2 separate regions of the Mus musculus genome follow, and region 2 is linked to region 1. Evidence: chromatin contacts called from public Hi-C data. All regions are on one chromosome and are shown on one strand. The core of a region is the stretch at or near the end of the contact, and the rest is flanking DNA. Distances in the headings are between cores, read along the strand shown.

Evidence for each region. A called contact is a pair of places that touch in the nucleus more often than the background predicts.
Region 2: a contact with region 1 is called in a Hi-C map of cerebellum, with 2.8 times the contacts expected there. The contact joins the promoter of Adamts1 here to the enhancer-like site in region 1. A contact is called at or near these places in 2 of 39 promoter capture datasets (the 3T3-L1 cell line and 3T3-L1-derived adipocytes), 29 of 484 Hi-C or Micro-C datasets (3T3-L1-derived adipocytes, the AtT-20 cell line, the C2C12 cell line and 20 more) and 1 of 115 datasets of contacts at active chromatin or transcription factors (embryonic stem cells).

Annotation. Positions count from the first base shown.
Region 1 is chr16:85,678,347-85,686,250 of GRCm38.p6, forward strand. No RefSeq gene overlaps it. Among named protein-coding and RNA genes, the nearest start is that of Adamts1, 120 kb to the right of the region's middle. Within about 2 kb of position 2,210, at least 26 of the 459 cell types and tissues checked have an H3K27ac peak or open chromatin away from gene starts, as enhancers often do. A contact at or near this core is called in the AtT-20 cell line, cerebellum and muscle stem cells, where this site is marked.
Region 2 is chr16:85,797,918-85,804,991 of GRCm38.p6, forward strand. Adamts1 (a disintegrin-like and metallopeptidase (reprolysin type) with thrombospondin type 1 motif, 1) reads right to left here and starts at 5,196. Exons shown (of 9, transcript NM_009621.5): 1 at 4,061-5,196; 2 at 2,173-2,519; 3 at 1,619-1,751; 4 at 1,129-1,296; 5 at 493-779; 6 at 87-273. The coding sequence starts at 4,793.

The sequences.
Region 1 (7,904 bases), core at 960-3,459:
TAAAGTATCAGTTTTAGTGGTAGCTGATTGTGGGTTAAAAGTGCCATCTAGTGGTTACACAAGGAAGTTCATTTAACTTATAAATGATAGTGTAAATTTCTCCTTTTCACTTCCATACCAGAAAGCAGTACAGTTGTCAGTTGGTGAAATTATCCATCATCTGGATATGGATCCACCAAGACAGCATGCTACAGGGTTTGATGAAGCTATACTTTGTACTATGCTGGACTCAGCAAATGTCATGAAACCATCTGGTTAAATACAATGTAGATGTACAAGACAGGAGGCCAACGGATTTCCCTCTTGCTCATAAACTTTTCCTGAGGGTTTTTTTTTCATGATTGATTAATATATTAAAACCAAACTCCTGTGCAAATAGTAAACAAAAACAGATCTCTCTGTCTCTGTGTCTATCTCTCTATCTCCCTGTCTCTGTCTCTCTGTCTCTGTGTGTGTGTGTGTGTGTGTGTGTGTGTGTGTGTATGTGTGTGTGTGTAGAGATGTGCTTGAATACAGGAAAACAACTCATTTAACTGTTCCTTCAGAGGCTCCTTCCTCATGATCACTTGTCATGATAAATGCAGAAAGGAGGCTCCATCAACCCCTCGGGAGAGATCTTCAGCCTCTGGCTAAGAGCCATGAATGAACCAATGGCAGAATTCCAATCTCACTCAATTTCTCTTGAGCCAGTCATTGGGATGTGTCAAGGTTTCTTCCAGCAGGTTCCCCCTTGCCTTCTTCCCTTCTCTCTCTCTCTCTCTCTCTCTCTCTCTCTCTCTAAGGACAGGCCATCTCTGTATCCTTCTCTCTCTCTCTCTCCCTAAGGACAGGCCATCTCTGTATCCTTCTCTCTCTCTGAGAACAGCCCACCTTGCTGTATAAAACCTGCAGACATAAAACCCAGAATAACATTCAGTCCTAGGGAATGCTTGTGTCAAAGTGATTCCTGTTTCCATTTCTCACTTTATTGTTTTCTGACAACAACTCAAGGTTGAGGTGCCTGGTTCCTTAGCACCTGTGTATCAAAAACTTATGGCTGAGGCTTGGAGGGAAGACTTAGGACATTCTCTCACCTCTCCTCTCTCTTTATGAAGGTCCCAAGAATGTTGCTGGGAGTCTCTGTCTTTGCAAAGACATTACTGAGGCCAGTTTAAGATCTGGAGTACAGGAAGGTAAAGAAGCGCTTTTGACTAACTCTGATTGCTCACTGGCAATGTTGTTAAATAGGTGTCCTATTTAAAAAGCACAGGAGTGGGAAAATTATCAAAGTGGGTAGGCTGAGTAGAAGATTACAGATGAAATGAACTGTGATTTTAAAAAAAACATTACGGTATGAGGCTGGAATGTTTCTCAGTTCATAGGGAACTTGCCCAGCATGGATGAGATCTGGTTCTGTCTCTAGAACCACACAGTCTATTATGGCTCAGGCCTGTAATCCCAGCCCATGGGAGCTAGTTACAGAAGAATCACAGGTTTGAAGCCATCGTTAGTTACCCAGGGATTTCGAGTGGCCATTCTGGGCCACGAGAGTTTCTGTCTCAAAAACAAACAAAACTGCAGTGATTTCTGAGCTTTAAACTTGTCTCTTAGTTATATGTTAAGTACTTTTCAAAGCCACTGCTTGCTTGCTTGCTTTCTTCCTTTCTCTCTTCCTTTCTCTCTCTCTCTCTTTCTTTCTCTCTTTCTTTCTTTCTTTCTTTCTTTCTTTCTTTCTTTCTTTCTTTCTTTCTTCCTTCCTTCCTTCCTTCCTTCCTTCCTTTCTTCCTTTGTTTTTTAAATAAGAATCCCGGTCACACTAACAAGGCCACTGATGGGCAAACAGAGTATGAAACTGGGGCAAAGGGTCGCCACAAACACAGTCATTGTCACAAAGCTGAAATACAGCAGAGGAAGATTGGAATCCAGAATTCTTCTCCCATGAGTTGTCCTGTACTTGGACTCAACATTACTCTAGATTTTGTGATCACAAAGGAAAAGCAGAGTTGCTACACACATTTCAACAAATATCTGAGGCTGGTATGTGTCAGGTCCCATGATGCTCCCAGAGGACAGAGATGGGTAAGTTGGTCCCAGATGTTAATTTTCTCATGAGTGCTTTTCTGACCTTGAACCATGCTGTGAGAAACCTCCGGCTCCATACCCTTCGCCTACCACGCAGTCCCAGCCAACGGGTGTCTAGACAGCACCTACCATCCAGATGCTGCCTGGTGAGCCATGAGGTCACACCACGGGGCAGCTTAGCAGCACTCAGCCTGCTGTGTTGGCAACAGCTCAGGCTTGCTAATTGGGACAGGTGCACAGTGTGATGACAGCAGACCACCCACAGAGTTGTGACACAGCCAGCAAAGGCAAGAGGAACAGAAAGGGAGAAGCAAGGAAACCTGATCTGCAGGCTGGGCGATGATGATTGCCAGAGAAGATTTCGTAGGCAGAGACCCTCGGAGGACGGACGCCTGAGAAGAAAGAGTGACGGTTTTTAGATGGGGATGTTCTTATCTTTAGAGCAAGTGATAGAGGCACAGGAAATGAATCTTTGGAAATATATACAACCACAAGCCTGCTGAAGGATATCATTTGCATATGTGTGTTATCTCTCTCTCTCTCTCTCTCTCTCTCTCTCTCTCTCTCTCTCTCTCATTAATCATAATGTAAGCAATAGATGTTTCCAAAAAGTGTAACAATATTGTTTTGGGGAAGCCTCCTTAATATTGACATTTCAAATAGCTAGATAAGAATTAGTGGTAAAATTAAAGAGCATTTCAATAACTAGTTAAGTGGTGCTTAGCAAAAATGTGAGATAAACCCTCTTAGACACATGTAGAAGTTCTTTAGCTGTCCTTAGATCTTAGCACTATAGGCAAAACTGATCTAATATTGTAAACAGTGGCAGAAAGAATAAGACAAAAATCCCAAGAGTTAAAACAGGGAAAATTATTCAGTCATGGTCAGAGTTTCAGTGAAACAGTGTTCTATTTTTCTTGGGAACTAATGGATCATAATTTGTGCCAAAATGTTTAGCAACTGGTGGGATAGCTAGTATTGATGGCCAGTCAGCTTGACAGGACTCAGAACTGCTGCAGACACAAATCACTGGACACCTTGGTGAGGGAGTTTCTAGACTGAGTTGACTGAGGTGGGCAGACCCACCCTGAGTTTAGGCTGGGGTCCCAGACAGACTCTCCTTTCTGTCCACCACCTCACTCCCGTGACACCCAGGCGAACATAAACCTTTCCTCCATTCAGATGAATCCAGTCTGAGGCTTGATCATAGCAATGAGAAAAGTCACAGCTACACTAGTATTCAATTAAATGCTATAAATGTGTATGTGTGTGTAACGTGCACTTCTGGTAATGTCTGTTAGGCTTTAAGTGAGATTTTAAAATGATGGACATAGAAACACATTGAAATGGTATGCCAGTTATGAAAATGCTGTATTCCTTTACATTATTATGCTAGCTAGGAGTCAACAATATTTATTATCTACATCTTTGCAACTTGGCAACTCAATCTCAAGTGGAGAATTAGATGCTCATTCGCATTTTCTTCCCTCTCAAAAGTTATCAGCCAATCAGAGTTACTTAGAACATGTTACCTAGTCACCTTCTTTTATTGTGGAAGCTTGTACTTGACAATGTACTTGTTATCACAAAAATTCCTAACAGCTACACGGTCTGCCTGGTATGTTGCTGGAATGAAATTTAGATAATATTCATGAGGCCTTTATTATAGACACTTTAGAAATGTTTCATCGTAATTAGCAAAGCTAAAATGATTTCTTAATTCTCTGAATATGTAGGTCTTAATGGTGAAAACCTGAGAGCTCTTTGGTATCTGTTATAATATTAACACTTACATTTGACATGGAAAAAAGAAGTAAAAATTATTTGTCAGTGTATATATTCTGTGTGTGTGTGTGTGTGTGTGTGTGTGTGTGTGTGAGAGAGAGAGAGAGAGAGAGAGAGTGTGTGTGTGTGTGTGAGTGTGTGAAGTTGGGGAAAGGGAGGAGACAGGGATAGAGAGGGAGAGATATGTTCCACATAGATACTCAATCCTATTTTTTCCGAATGTTACCTGTGACAAAGGAGGTTTTCAGGTATGAATAAGTTAAGGTTTTTTATGTGGAAGGGTATTTTGAGCAATTCTGATGGACTGAGTATAATGTCAAGGATCTTTAAAAGACCCCGAGTGAAAACAGGCAGTCAGAAGTTCGTGGAAGGAGGCAAGGCTGTGGCAATGTGAGAGCAGACACCAGCTAAGGAATGCGGGCGCTCACTGAAAGGTGAAGATGGCAACGAAGCAAATTCCTCCCCAGAACCTTCTAGAAGAACCAGCCCTGGGATGGAGTTTGAACTTTTGATCCTTAGTGCAGCAAGAAGTAAATTTTCATTCTTTTACCTCACAGAATTATCACCATTTGTTCCAGCAGCTAAGGAAACCCACCCATATTCATTCAAGCTGAATTCACAGCAAATTTGGGGAAATTCCTATTTTATCTGTAAGGAGCTCATCCATGCTGGTGTATGGTTTCCACAAAAGACAAACAAGCATAGGTTCTCCCCAGGGACGCTGTTGGCTGACTCTTGCACCATTAGTACTGTTCAGAATCCATCTGGAACTGCTTTTCATGTGGGAAGGGAAGGGTTGTTTATTTGGGGTCACATCTTGGCATAAAAGAACCTGGACACAAGCAGTTGCTTAATTTTCAGTGGTAACGAAGGCAATGGCTAACAGCAGTGCAGCCCAGGGTTCACTGCACTGAACAGGGTGGAATAAAAGTCTTTCACGGCCCTGGCACATGTCTTTTTTTTTTTTTTTCCATTTTTTATTAGGTATTTAACTCATTTACATTTCCAATGCTATACCAAAAGTCCCCCATATCCACCCACCCCCACTCCCCTGCCCACCCACTCCCCCTTTTTGGCCCTGGGATTCCCCTGTACTGGGGCATATAAAGTTTGCAAGTCCAATGGGCCTCTCTTTCCAGTGATGGCCGACTAGGCCATCTTTTGATATATATGCAGCTAGAGTCAAGAGCTCCGGGGTACTGGTTAGCTCATAATGTTGTTCCACCTATAGGGTTGCAGATCCCTTTAGCTCCTTGGCTACTTTCTCTAGCTCCTCCATTGGGAGCCCTATGATCCATCCATTAGCTGACTGTGAGCATCCACTTCTGTGTTTGCTGGGCCCCGGCATAGTCTCACAAGAGACAGCTACATCTGCGTCCTTTCAATAAAATCTTGCTAGTGTATGCAATGGTGTCAGCGTTTGGATGCTGATTATGGGGTGGATCCCTGGCTATGGCAGTCTCTACATGGTCCATCCTTTCATCTCAGCTCCAAACTCCGTCTCTGTAACTCCTTCCATGGGTGTTTTGTTCCCAAATCTAAGGAGGGGCATAGTGTCCACACTTCAGTCTTCATTCTCCACATGTCTTAAGAATAAGGCCTAGGTCCAAACCTTTCTTACTAAAATGCCATTTCATTAACATTTTATCAGGAACTAATTGACAATCATGGCGAACTATGTGAAACCTCAATCTGCATTCCCCCCCCCCCAACCCCCTTAAGGAGTAATTTGTAGTCATTAGCAATACTTAAAGAAAGCTAGAAGCATCCGAGTCATCCTGGTTTTCAAGTCAGTGGTCCTGAGGTCTGCTCAGGTTGTTTCAGGGTGGTTTTGCTAGGTTTGTTCAGAAGAGAAAAAGAGTGTTCTCTGGACTGACAGCAGTCTTCTTCCCATGGCGTGTCCATAGAGGCTAGGAAGAGGTGATTGTTAGATATCCAGAGCTCTTAACGCTGCCTGTTAACATATTGGTAGTCTAACATTGATTTTAAGGTTACATTTACACCATAAAGAGCGGCAGATGCTAGACATGAGGGCGTCTCCCAGCGTGTCTCAAGGTTCCCTTTCTCATTACTGTTTGATTGTCATCTCCTAAACAGTACTTCTTTCTGAGATATAAGCCATCTCAGCATGGCCTTTGAGGCCACAGTCACTGTGATGTACTTTCTGAACATCGCTGATTCCTTTGGATAAGGTTGGCTTGTCCAATAGGGAACGAAACAAAAGGCTTAGGGCAGAAGACATGTTTCATTTCTGTTCATATAATTATTAATATAGTATGACTCTGGCCTTGGGTTAAAAGGACCTACATACCAACACTGTCATAATTTCATGTATTTACGTAGAGAAGAAGAGGATCATCCCAAAGATAAGAGTGGCTATGTCTACACCTCACCCTCATGACTCAGAGCTGAGGAGTAAGGAAGCCCTGGTCCGTCAGACTGTTCTTGGGCAAGTGACCACTCACATGGAATAATGTGTGTGTCTGGCCATGCCTCCTACACCTTAGAGGGCTGAGTGAAGCAAAGGTTCATATAGTCTTACTGTGTTAGACTTCATTTGAAGTTCTTTTGAAAAGATGGGGAAAGAAATCAACGCATGGATCCAGTGTTCAGGACTTCTGTTCCCCTTCCCCCGTGTTCCACATCTAGACTTTGCTTTCGGCTGTTTGTTCAGCCAGTAGTATGAATTCAGTGAACATTCTGCATTGTTTTAGAGTTTCTGATTTACTCTGAAATGTGGCACCTCACAGGTTTAATTCTTCTTCTTTTCAAGGTGGATTCTGAAGTTTTTAGATTTGAACATGTATTAGGAGCACACAGCACACAGAGCACTTAGTTACACATAGATCACAGAGCTGTCAAAGGAGGTGAAGCTGTCCCCTTACATACAGTCCATCATTTCTGGTCACATTTTTTAGTGCCTATTTAAATGCCCCTGTCTTTTGTCTCCTTTCTTCATTCATCATTACTCCTTCCCAAACTCCTTCCCATCATTCCTTCATCATTCCACATGGGAATAATTTGTAAATTTTTAATGTAATTCCTTTAGCAGAAGTTATTAAAATAAATATTTGGATTCTGTCTCTAAGGATTGCAGCATAGTAGGAAAGGCCCTCTCTGTACCAATACAGGCATAAGCAAAGAAAAAAAAAAGCTAATTTTCTGGAATGAAACAAACTATAGTGAGCCCAGGACCAGATATATAATGTCGGGAAGATGATTGAGGGAGACATCAGAATGTAATGTTGATAACTCGTTCTTAATAGCACACAGTATCTAGTAACAGCATGCTGCTCAAGGTTGAACAAATGCCCATTTTCATTGTCGTTGGAACCTAATAGGTCAGAAGCCACCATCATCTTGGTAGAACTAGAGAAATGAAGGCAGGAAGGATGCACCTGACTCATCCTCCCACTGGCAGCACAGACCCCAATTATGGAATTAAATGTAAGTGCAACCCTGAACTCCTTGCTCCAGGAAGGAGAAAGTTTGCCTGCTGATCTCCATCACAACTCAGCTGAAGTCCTTCCTAGACAGGAAATTTGGGATCCATTAATAAATACCAGAGGAAACCATGGATTAATTAAATGGTTTTGTGTTGTTGTTGTTGGTTTGTTTGTTTGTTTGTTTTTTGAGCCTGCAAGGTGGCTTAGTGTGCAAAGGTGCTTGCTACCAAGAATATTCTAAGTTCAATCCCCTGGTCATACAAAGGGGAAAGAGAAAACCAACTCCTGTGAGTTGTCCTTTGATGACATGTAATCTTGGCATATGTGTGCTCCACACATACAATATACTCACATATACACACACAATAAGTAAGTAAATATAATTATATTAAATATTTATTTAAACAGTTTGTACACACACACACACACACACTATATATATATATACATATATATATACATACATACATATATATATATTTGTGCTTTCAGGTATAGTATTTTGAACCCCTTGTTTGTATGTGACTTCTCTGGAGTGAATGTCCTTGCCTGAGCTCATTGAGAAATTAAGTTCTTTTTCTTCTGGGAAGAGATTTGATAAAATGTATTTGG
Region 2 (7,074 bases), core at 3,946-6,445, 120 kb after region 1:
TGTTCCCAGTTTCCAACTTCCAACCACATGTTGTGGGCACGCCGCCTTTGCCCGGTTTCTGAGAGCTGAAGTCCAGTATGACTCACCGTTATTGTCTGGACAGTCCTCGATGTTACAGGACCTGTAGCGGACTCGTTTGCCTTCACAGTACTTCCCTCCGTTCTTTGGGACTGGGTTGTCACATTCTCTCATTGTGTATTGAACTCCACCACCACAGGTTCTTGAGCAGTCTCCCCACGGTCCCCATGGTCCCCAGCTTCCATGAACAGGAGTCTAAATGGAGATACAGATATCAGTGTTAGAACTATAAAGACATTTTAGGGAATCAGAGAAAAATGTAAAACAGACAATCAATTCTCAAAATATGCTACCATCTCATAGTCCCACTACGGGACACAGGTAGAGGAGTTTGTCTAGGAAAGGAACTAAACCATCACTTTGCCCTTCTCAACCCTGAGTTGCAAACGAATATGTTTCATTGGGAAAACTCACAGCAAAATGCTTCATGTCTGTCTTGTTCACGCACTTGCCACTGACACACCACTTCCCTTCTCCACAGCTGGTGCCATCTGCCCAAGGGAAGTGTTTTGTTTGGCACACCAGTAAGCCACCGGAGGTGCCAGTGCACCACAGGGTAGTACATGTGCTGGCTGCATCAGGGCAGTGCTTGGATTCCTCTCCGAATGTAAACTGACACTGGCGGTTGGCATCGTACAAGGTACCGGGAAGATCAGAAGGGAGCTTGATTGGATTCTGGGGCTTGTCCATCAAACATTCCCCTAAAATAATAAAAAAAAAAAAGGAAAAGAAAAAAGAGGCAATTATTAATACATGTTTGGTGAAATCATGCATTTTTGGGAAAATCAATGCTAGGGAACTTTAGATTTTTATCGAGACGTTATCCTCAATAGGGGACTTCTGATTTTACAATGGCGAGAAGTTATTGTTTATGAATGAATGGACTTTGGGAGCAGGATGCAATGGAGGTAAAGATCTACTACTTATGATCCTGCCAGAGAAAACTCTGAAGGAGGGGAAATGAGCAAGAGCCATGGAGCTCACTTAGCCAGAGAGAGCCCTACACAAGGAAGGTTGAACACCATCTGGAAAGAGGAGCTGTTATCTTACCGTGTCCATTATCTAGGAAGGACGTGACCATGTAGGCACTGCAAGGTGACCAGGGCTGGCTATGGTCTAAGCTGGAGAGCATCGAGGCCATCAGATGAGAATCGCCACTCACACCATTCAAGCTGGCACAGTGCTTAGCATCATCGTGCGGCATGTTAAACACATGGCCTGGGAAGCAGACAAGAAGGACATTAAGCTGTATGATTGAGTGAGGCTCAATGGCTCTCTTATTAGACAACCTGTATTGGGGCTCATACTCACTTTGATCAGGGCAAGTATAAAAATGTCAACGTTCAAATGTTTGTACCACTTTCTCCTGTCCTAGTAAGACCATACTTGAAATTGTGGAAAATATACCCTACCCCTTCTAAAATTGCTGGTGGCTGAGGTAGCAACATAGTCTGAGATGTTTTCTCTCTCTCACATCAGATTGACTTATTGGGTTGTATCCATGCATTTGGGCTTAACTTGTACTCTGAAGCCGACTTACCCAATTCATGGGCTGTGGTGAAGGCGGCTTGCAAACCATCATCTTCTATGACTGAGCAGCTCCTGCTGGGGTCACATACGGTTCCAACATCTGCCATTCCGAGAGTGTCACACGTGTGGGAGCCACATAAATCCTACAAAGAGGCAAGGGAAATCCCTTTTAAGTAGGAGAGAGTGGACTTGATACTTAGCTCTTCAGTTGGGCATGTCTTCACATGCACTTTGAAGCCTGTCCATTCATTATTGCTGGACTTGAAGGACTGACTCTAAAGCAAGATTCCCTGTAATGCTTTTAAAATAGAACTGTGGAACTTGAGATGTGGAAATTTAAAATAGAAATAAGCAAGACAGATTGAGCTAGCCTATAACCGAAAGGAAATGAGGCAATACAGATGAGATGCCTTTTTTTTTTTTAACTGGTTATTTTGTTTACATTTCAAATGTTATCCCCCTTCCGGGTTTCCTCTCTGCCACACCCCCACCCTCTCATCCCATCCAACACAAGGCTGACCTCCGAGTTGAGTTGAGGAAATGGTTGATAAGCTCTTGTCTTACCTGTCTGGTGAACAGAATTGCAGTGTCATAGTGCTCTGGATCCCGGTCACTGGGGCTGTTGTGTTGTTTCTGCCAGCTGCAGAAATTCCGAAGGGTGAGAGCTGCATTGGAGGTAACTTCTGGTCCCTTCTGCTCCTCGTATATGACCAAGATCTTCACCACCACCAGGCTAATTGAATTCCTAATGCTGGGATGCTTGTAAAACCTGGCTGCCACCGAGAACAGGGTTAGAAGGTAATGCTTTAGACCGCTGCCGTGGAAGTCGGCCATGGACTGGTCAGCTACGAGCATGGTTTCCACATAACGGGGGCTGGACACAAATCGCTTCTTCCTTATGCTTCCTGGTCCTGTAAAAAGAAAAGGAAGTTTGCTCATGGGCAGTCCTTCTCCTAATAGTGACCTTCTCGGGGTATATTAGGAAAGTCAACCTAGTCAAAGTAAATAAAACTGAAATACACCTGGAACAAAAATAAAACAAATATTTGCATCTTCTAAAAACTGTGAATGTTATTTTTAAGTTTTTTTTCTTTTGCTTTAAATAAAACAAAACAAAACAAAACAAAAAAAGCAACAGAGTGATCAAACTGTCTATATATGTGTCCGCAGGATTTCTTTTGTGGTCTTTGAAGACTCCACAGCCTGAGTGAGGCAGTATGGCTATCATTTCTACCCAGCTGTAGTAAAAACTTGGCAAGAGAAGCAGGCGGAGCGCCCTGAGTCACCCTTTCACTATTGAAGCCAGGGCTGAAATCCCGAATGAGATCATCCAGCTCCACGTGGAAGGCATGGGGCAGGGCGGGGAGCCTCAGCCAAGGGGTGGGGCTTGAGGAGTCTCAGTCTGTAAGGCTCAGCTCTCTCATTCAAGGGGTCCCAGGGGGTTCTCTGCTTGATCCAGTTCCGGGCACTAGGACCACCCACTCTGCCCAGCAGTGTGTTCCTGCCTCCTCTCACTCCCAGTGCCCCGGGGGGAATAAGTTCCTTTCTCAAACCAGGGTTGCCAATTTGGAAAATGGCCTTTTTCGGGCTGCTGAGACTCAGCGGTCAGAGAAATCGTAAAGTAGGATATGAATACCAGCTCCTAGGGACAAGTCGGAAAAGAGGGAGAAATCTAGAAAAGGGCAAAAAGAAATTTGAATGATTAAAAAGAACTAACTGGCTGGTAGGGACTGAACACGGCAGAGTCAGGCGAATGTGTAGCAGGGAGGATCAGTCCAGGCTAACATTCCTCAGCGCTGGGGAGTCCAACCTCTGCCGGGAGAGGGAGTGCGAGCAACGAGGCCGAGGTAGGAGGCGCGTGGAGGCGGGGCGAGCCAAGCAAAGACCTCCCAAGCAGGTTCTGCAGAGGGGCCCAACGGAGCCACCAGCCATCGGGGTCAGCTTTTCAAATGGGGGAAGGGGACAGACGGAAGGCCACAGAAATGAGATCACCACTGCCGTTGCCCAGGCTCCTGAACGCACATCCAGGTCACCATGGCTCCTCTACTCCGCCCTCCTTTGAGCGCTACGTGCTCACACGGACTGACGTTACAAAACTCAGCGCGAAACTACAACCTAGTTAAAGTGAACTCATACATTCACTAAAGGCATTAAAGGGATGGAGAGAGATTCTTCAGTGTAAGGAGTCGGGTTATTGGCTTCGCGGAGGAAACGCTTAGCCCTTATCTACAGGACCTCCGATTCTTTCTCTCTTTCTCAAATTATTAACTATTCGGGCAAATAAGTGTTCTAGCAGAGTATGGTCACACTTTTTTTGGGGGGGGGAGCGGGAAGGTCACGACCCAGAACTTCAATTCACTGCAAGTCTGAGTCATTCGCATTTAGAGGCGATCTGGAGTGTGACCCCAAGTCACGCCTCGTAAAGACTGAGAGATGGGGGTCACTCTTATACCTGATGGCTTTCCCGCGTCCTGAGGCGTGGGGTCCCGCACAGGCCACTGGTTCCGGGTGTTCTGGCTCTCGGGTCGCGAGTCGCTGGTTGGCAGGGTCTCGTCGTCCATGACGCCGCACTTGGCGCCGCCACTGCCCCGCCGCCTTCGCCTCAGGATGTGGAACTGCGGCCGTGCGGATGACTCCTCCTCGGGCACGGCAGGGGCCAGGCGCTCGGTGGCCACTCCAGGCGCTGGCTGAATGAAGAACTCCTCTCCTTGTAGGTAGAAGGCACCACGCACACCTTCACAGAGGCTGAGGGCTGCGGCAGAGCCGGGATCACCGTTCACCGTGCCAGAGTAGAAGCAGTGAGCCAGGTCCCCGGTGGGGTCCAGATGTTGTGCCTCGGACCCGGGACTGCGCCCCACAGTCTGCAGGGTGAAGCCAGGCGCCAAGAAACCGCTGTCCGGCTGCAACTTCAGATGTAGCTGCTGGCCAAAGGCGTCCAGACGAAGGCGTGTGGTGGTGGAATCGTGGCCCGGGGCGCGCTCCAGCGAGGGCAGGACCAGCTCCTCATCTTCCTCCGTGGGGCGCCCGTGTGCGCCCCGCGCACATAGCAGCATTGTTATGGAAGCGAGGAGCAGCAACAGCATGTGTGCGGACAGAGAGCCCCGAGATCTCGCTGCCCGCTGGACGTCCCCCATGTCGGAGCAGGGCTTCTGCTTGCGTGACCCCAAAGGGACTTTTGGCTGCATGGCACCGCACCCTGCACCGCAGAGAACTCTTGGTCTGGATAGACGTTTAGACGCGTAGAGCTTCGCTGGCCTGCTCCTGATGCTTAAAATTCACGATCACTTTGATGGGAAAGTTCGTGCAGAGCTAGCACCCGAAGCTCCGGGTCACTTAGAAAGATTCTGCACTGGCGCGCGGGAATTTTTTCATTCCAGCACCGAGTTGGTGGCTCCGCACTGCTGGCTGCTGCAGGACCTAGAAGCGCCCCCGGAGCTGGGGAACAAGTCCAGAATAGGAGCCTGGACTCTTCGTCCTCCGCCTTGGCCCCGATTTGACTCGATCTGAGCAAGGATCTGCTCTCTCCGCCGGGCTGTGCGCTCTGGCCTTGCGATAGCACCTAGCTCGGAGCTGCTTTCTAGCGAGTGCAAGGACCAGGCAGCCCCGGCCGCCCCTTTATAGCCACATAGGAGCCCCTCCTTCCCCCAACACTGCGACACCGCCCCCTGAGCTCAGTCGGTGCTAAACCGAGCTCTGCGCCTCGGGGCCTGAAGGGGGAGGGGGCAGCCTCCGCCCTGGCCTCACGCCACAGCTCGTCACTCTGGGGGTGTAAGACGCCGAAACAGCGCTGGGACCAGCACTTTGTACAGCGCTGGCTGCTCTGGGGAAAAGAGTGAACCTTTAACTTCATCTCTCGGCTGCTGATTCCCGGACCACCCTGCTTCCTGTCGCCCTTCCTGTGCCCCGGCTGGGCTGCAGTTTCCAAGAAAGAGGGTCGAATTGAAAAGATTCCTCAACATTCCTTTTCTCCCCTAGTCAGAGCCTCTTCTGCCCCAAAGTGGGCTATTAGCTACAGCTGCCTTTTCTTAAAAAGCACCCTACTTTTCCGTCTCGTCTACGTTTCCATGGGCACCATGGCTAAAGCGTCCTTCTCTTTACCCCAGCTTTTCTTGGGCAAAGTGTTGATTCTGCGCTTCTCAGGAAGAGAAAAGAAAGAGAGAGGAAGAGAGAGAGAGAGAGAGAGAGAGAGAGAGTGTGTGTGTGTGTGTGTGTGTGGTGGTGGTGGTGGTGGTTCATAGAGCACCTCTCCAACTCTGGATTCTAAAAATCCACGTGGAACGACCTTAACAGTTTCCTCAAGTCCTACCTAGAGACCTCTGGGGTGGGGGGTGGGGGTGGGGCGATGTGTGTGTGTGTGTGTGTGTGTGTGTGTGTGTGTGTATCTTGGCTTTTTCCAGAATAGTCTATCTGGAACCAGCTTTAGTTCCCTAGAGACAAAAAAAAAAAAAAAAAAAAAAAAAAAAGGGATTTCTGCTTTCTCTTCTTCATTGGAGAAGCAACTCCCTTCTAGTCTGCGTTCTTCCAAAATCTTAACAGCAGCTGCTGCAGGCCGCAGGCCAGGCGGACAGATGCATCTAAGATTCCCCACTTCAGTATCAAGTCCAAAGCGGCGGCGGGGGGGAACGGTGTGGGGGGAAGGAGGGTTGGGTGATGGGGTGGAAGGAAACCGAGTTCCCCTCCCCCCCCCTCCCCGCTTCCTACCGGGAAGGGAAAGGCAGCATCCGCGTTACGAAAGTCACAAAAGCTGAGCCCTTCCAACCCCGGCCCCTAAGAAAAAGTCGAGAGAGGCTCCTGAACTGAGAAAGAGGGAGGGGTTCTGTGACCCAGAGGAAGGAAATAGTTCACAATGCTCTCACTGGCGGAAAGGCATTAGGACAAGCTTGAGAACCACAGCCCAAGTCCTCAGGCAGACCCGCGCGCTCACACCAGCTAGCTCTTGCTCCCTGCCCTGCCCAGTTCTGGGCTCCCGACTTGCTGCCCCACCCCCAACTGCTGCTCCGGTTGGCTCTTGGTTAATCCTTTGCTCCTCCCCAGATCTTCCTAAATTTGTGGGCCTCAGACAGTCCCTTGCAATCTTCCAAAGGTTTCTGGCAGACACTTTCCCAGGGTTCTAGATAGTCTTCATGAAAACAAACAAAAACTTTGTTTCCCACACCAGGGAATATCGAATTAAAAGAAGAAGAAGGAGGAGGACGAGGAGGAGGAGGAGGAGGAGGAGGAGGAGGAGGAGGAGGAGGAGTGACTGGGAGAAACAAGACTACCCCAACCTCCAACCTCCAAGCTCTTAACAACTTCCTGGTGATTGCACTCATCCGAGGAGTCCGCTCTCAAATTTTGGTTTCTTAAAATCACACTGATAGCTGAACTAAACACATCAAGCAACCTTGCTCTTCCACCAGGGAACTTTGATGTTGTTCGTCTTCCTTCCTTTCTGTTTCTTCATCTTTCTTCAGCTCTTCTTCAGCT